Regions from separate parts of the Mus musculus genome. Here region 2 is linked to region 1. A link is a contact called in public promoter capture Hi-C data. All regions are on one chromosome and are shown on one strand. Each heading gives the region's core, a stretch centred on a gene start, on an enhancer-like site or on the middle of the called end of the contact. The rest is flanking DNA. Distances are from core to core; before and after follow the strand shown.

The links. Promoter capture Hi-C pulls out the DNA fragments that hold promoters and counts their contacts.
Region 2: a contact with region 1 is called in a promoter capture Hi-C map of hippocampal neurons, with 1.8 times the contacts expected there. The contact joins the enhancer-like site here to the promoter of Adprhl1 in region 1. A contact is called at or near these places in 3 of 39 promoter capture datasets (hippocampal neurons, liver and pre-B cells).

The regions. Positions count from the first base shown.
Region 1 is chr8:13,252,846-13,255,448 of GRCm38.p6, forward strand. It overlaps Adprhl1 (ADP-ribosylhydrolase like 1), which reads right to left and starts at 1,317. Exons shown (of 7, transcript NM_172750.4): 1 at 973-1,317. The coding sequence starts at 1,183.
Region 2 is chr8:13,353,926-13,356,528 of GRCm38.p6, forward strand. The region is part of intron 2 of Tfdp1 (transcription factor Dp 1); the gene reads left to right. Among named protein-coding and RNA genes, the nearest start is that of Tfdp1, 16 kb to the left of the region's middle. Within about 2 kb of position 1,281, at least 59 of the 459 cell types and tissues checked have an H3K27ac peak or open chromatin away from gene starts, as enhancers often do. A contact at or near this core is called in hippocampal neurons, where this site is marked.

The DNA.
Region 1 (2,603 bases), core at 67-2,566:
GTTATTCAGGGGCAAGTTGATGATATTCCTATACAATGACCACAGAATCCATAAATACCTGCGTTTCATCATGAGGTACACTCAGAAAGATGCTTCACCATTTTCAACAAGCTGTGACACCATATCTTATCAATGTGTGTCTGCTCTATTTAGAGACACGGCATTGGTGGCATTCCTATACAGTGACCACAGAACTAAGCTGGGCGTGCTCACGACAGACGGACAGAGCAGGGAATGCGTATGTGGGGTCTGTTGGCTCAACTGCTGGCCTCAGGCCTCAGTTTTGCAACGATGGCATGCCAGACCTGCAGGGTATTACCATCACACTGTGTCGAGAAAAGACACACGGCGCTTGTATATGGGCGCGTCTCTGAAATCCAGGTAACATTTTGTTGATTTTAGCTCCTTAGGAAACAAGCTTTGTTCTTCCATGTCCAAAACTCTTCCTTAGACAATTTACTCATAAATTACGCCCAAACTGGATCGCTCGGACAGACAGCTCAACCTTAATTATTTGGATCGGAGATGCCACCCCCAAACAATGTTATCTCAGTGGGCCCACATTTCAAGCTCTTCTTTATAGACTTAGAATAAGATGCTCAGCCTCTGCAGTGCACCTATGTCTGTCTGTGCTTTGTCTCCCCCACCCCTGCCCCGCCCTGCAGAGCAGCTCCTAGAGGGTTGCTCACCTAACACAGAGACAAGCGAACACTGTTCAGAACCAGGAGCTTAATTATCTGCCAAGGGCTGCTGTCCCCTAAAGACACTCAGGAGAAACATGACCTGCCCGCTGCCTCTCAGGCTCCAGGTCTTGGGGGAATATTAAATCCCTGCCTTCAGCAACAGTGTCAGGTAACACAGGGCTCTAAGACACCACCTTCAGGGTTCTTGGTACTGGTTTGCTATCAACCCAGGTGGCCTGTCTTTCTACCCCAGCACACTTGGAGCCACGAATACGCCAGTCAGTCCTACCTGTGGTCAGGGCTTCAGCAGTCGCCATGTGCATGATGGTGTTGTCGCTCACTGGCCACCTCCCAGGTGAGAGCACAAGGCTGTCCAGCCCCCCTGTCTTTTGCAGCTCCTCCTGGATTGAGCCTAAAACGCTGTTCTCCCTGCAGATGTTTCCATAGCCGAGGGCATCTCCAACACTCCCCAACAGCATTGCAGCCTTGAACTTCTCCATCTTGGAAGGTGACCCCTCTTACCCTGCGGTTGCCTTTGTCCTCTCCTGGCCACCCTTAGCCAGCCCCGCTGACATTTATACTGGTCATTGTATCACCATCCAGCACTCTCCAAATGACCAGGCGTTCCTTCCCTGCCTTGGCAGGTGGCACCAATGAGATAAAGGCTCAGAGCTCACCACGTGGGAGCTGTTTGGGACACGCTGGCTCTCCAGCAAAGGAGTCTGCTGGCACCAGTGTACACCCAGCCAGCTCAGCCCAGCTCAGAGCCCGTGAGCTGTGCTACTCTGTCAGCACCTTGGTGAGTTGTGCCCCCTGCTGGCAGAGCGACATACCACAATGAGAACATACTGCTCCATCCCGGTTCCTTGACCATCTGCTCTGCCCTACCTTCAGACAGACACACTCCTTTTGCCCCTTCTTGTCTGCCCTCTTTCACTCAGCATAAAACTGAGGCCCACCCATTGTAGTTTTATGCTTTTAGAAAACTTTTCTGGCTGGGCAGTGGTGATACACGCCTCTAGTTTCAGCATTCAGCATTCAGGAGGCAGGGGCAGGTGGATCCCTGAGTTTGAGGCCAACCAGGTCTACAGAGTGAGTTCCAGGACAGCCAGGGCTACACAGAGGAACCCTGCCTCAAAAACAAAACAAAAAAAACAAAACAAAAAAAAAACCAACAACAAAAAACAAACAAAACCCATCCCTTATTATAAAATTGAGGGCTGTGGGCTGCAGTAGACCCGACAGAGCAATGTTACCTAATGTATACAAGGCCCTTGGTCTGATCCTCAGTTCCATTAAAACCATGACATGAGAGAAAACCTTACAAGAACGAGAACTCCCAGCTCCTGTGAAAAAGTGTTCTCTCACAACTTAGTGTCCAGTAAGGGGCTCCAGTGCTAACCTTTAGTGATGCGTGTCTATACAAACAAACTTCACTTGTTGTAAACATCACTGCCTGCTCATGGAATTATTAAATAATGAGGATGGATAGGTGCACTTTATAAAGCCAGGCTTCTTGGTTTGAAATGACCTAGGTCAACCACCTCCCTATACCCTGTCTCAAGCACAAACCTTGCAGCCTCAGACATTGCTGGCCCTCTTGTGACGTAAATCTGTCACCCAGAATTGGCAGTGCATCACTTGGACTTAGAATACAATTGGAAAGAACTTTAGTGTGTAACAAGACGCCCTTCCTGCTGGCCCAACTCTCAGTCTGAAGCAGTCCCACAAATCCAGAAGGTACATAGCTCCCATCCAGACAGACAAACAGCAGAAGCCAGCAGGAGCCAGCTCCCACTTACGGTGTACCAACTTATGGACAAGTGTGACCTGGCTCAAGGAGTGAGGTCCAAGGACTCTTGGGAGAGGCTTTGTTGTGGATGTTTGGAAACCACTTCTACACTATTCGGTCAAAATCAC
Region 2 (2,603 bases), core at 31-2,530, 100 kb after region 1:
CCCCTTGGGTAGGATTTTATCTATTGATCTCAGGCCCCTACTTGAAAAGGGGCCGAGGATAAAGCTGTGTATTTACTGCTGGCTCTGGAAAACAGATCTGTTCAAAGCATTGTCATGAAATCATGCCCAAAAGCCAGCAGTCCTCAACTGAGGGCAGTTTTGCAATCTAGAGATACTTTGTTTGTCATGCTGGGAGGTACAACTGGCAGGTAGTGAGAAGTAGTCGGGGTGTTGTTGAGCTCACTGTAGTAAAGGATAGCCCCTCCTGGGAGCTATACAGGGGACCCTGTGGGATACAGCTAAGCAGAACAGCTTTCGTGGGGGTGCTTACTTGGGGTTCGGGGGATATAGTTACCCTTGTTTGCAGACATGGATGGATGGTGGGGGACAGACTTAAGTTGGGCAGTCCTCCCTGGCTTCATGGCTTCCTCTTTCCTTCATCTTGGTCCATTGCTTCACGATTACCTTTGAACCATCAGGCGCCACACTGAGACTTGTGGAAAAAATCTGCCTGTTCACTACGTGTCTGACCCTGCACAGGTTCTGCTGGCTGCTCCTGGCCAGTGAGCTCTATGAGGCCTGTTTAAGGAAGGAGGACTGATTTTGAGGGAGCGACCCTATTGGGTCAGGTGGATGTTAAGTGGACCATCTGTGTCTCTCGAGTGTCGTCTCTCCCTCCAGTGAGGCAGCATCCACAGCTGCGATGGGATGGTAGGCCCCGTGTCAAGGCTGGGTGTGGCCTGGGAGGAGGAGGAGCGCAGGGCGGCTGAGGGACTGGCTAGGGCGCCTGTCCACCCTGCCTTCCTTTACCTCGGGATGATCTGTACTGTGGTGGATGTCAGACTGGTTTCTGTGAGTGGTAATATAATGAAACTTACAGACACAAACATGGCGCAGGGCTGAATCCCAGCACTGGGTTGTCTGTTAGCTGCTGTATTCCTAGGCAGTACTCCTGTGTGGTGGACTCCCTGATGGACAAGGAGAGGTGATTCGGTCCAGAGTGTCCGCATTTGCCTTTTCTGCCAGTGACAGCAAAGGCTGCTGCTCTCCCAGGCTCACCCCAGGGTACTCTGCCCTGCACTGCATGGGTGGGCAAGCCAGTGGTCAGGAAGGATACTTGCAAAGAAGTAGCTTGCTGACTTTGCTCTGCAGCTCTCTGTAGAACAAAAGCTGTGGGGGGGGATGAAGGGGGGGTTGGGTGGTATAGTCAGTAGGTGACAGAATGATCCTACTTGTTCAGATCCAGCCAGTGGTGACACATAGAGGCTGAGATAGGAATAATGTGTGGTGACTGTACCAGGAGCCCCACCCCCTCCTAAGCCCGTGGTGCTGATGGAGCCTGGGAAGTGAACACTGCTTTGAGCTATAATTGTTATAATTGCTAAAACTGGGACTCAGGGTCACTAGACCTGTTCCAAATCTCCAGGCTGTATCTACCTGGGCTGACTCACTGGCCCTGGGGGCTTGGCCTTTGCCTCCGAGCCGTTCTTTTCCTGCTGGCCTGGCCCACCTGGTGTTAGCCCCAGCCTGCGTCTGTTTAGCCTGCCTAATGTGGTTGGCTTTGGCATTCAGCTTCAGAACTTCTTGTTCATAGCACAGATTTCCCTGCAGTTTCATGCCGGGCTGTACCCATCTGTTGGTCTTCTTTGCTCAGTCTTAACATCCTGGTTTACCCACCTGGCTGTGCCCACCTGGCCCTAACCTCTGTGGCCTCAACCTCTGGCATTTCCCTGGTTTTACTCATTGACTGTAGACATCTTAGCCTGCCTACTGTTCTTTCTTTCCTGCCTCTTGTGATGTGGACCTACAGACAAGGCCTCGTTTTTCTATCATTGCGCCTGCAGGTCTCACCCATCCTGCTGTAACTTCATGCCCGCCCATCCTAATCTTCCTTTTGCCCTGGGCTAGGGGACCTTACCTGCCTGCTGTGTTTCTAATCTCCTAGATTTACTCTACTGGCTTCCCAACCTGGTCCTCTCAATTTGTCCCTTGTACCTAGAATGGTTTTTTAAGTGTTTGCTTTTTCGTTTCGGTAGTGCCGGAGTTGGAGCCTGAGACCGTGAACATGGCTGGAAGCAGCTGTGCTAACACTGAAGCGCAGGCCTGTCAGCTGTGGGCTGCTGTGTCCCCATCAGCCTACACTGGGTTCTTCTCCACCTGGATTACCTCATACAGCTCTACCCACTGGGCTCACGCAGCCACCAAGTCTCAGCCCTGCTCATTTCTTGCATTAAACCCCTCCCTGAGCCCTGTGGCTTCACCAGGCCCTGCCTACTGGCCTTACCCACCCAACCAGTATCTTAGGTTTTCCTGGTGTTATCTTAATTCATAGCTTTAAACTTGGGTTTACATGTCTGGATTTATTTAGTTCCTTACTTTGCCAACCTGCCTTTAACCTCTTGTCCTTACCTGCCTGGCCTTACAGAATCTCACTCACTCTTAGCATCCTGGTGCTTCCGTCTGTAACTGTGTTGCCACGTGACTTTGTTCAGCCTTCCAGCCTGGCCACGCCCACACATGGCCCTGCCATGGTCCCCAGAAGCTTCCGACAGCTCGCTTGTATGTTCTGTAGGAGACTGGGGTCCCTCCTGAGGGGCTTTTCT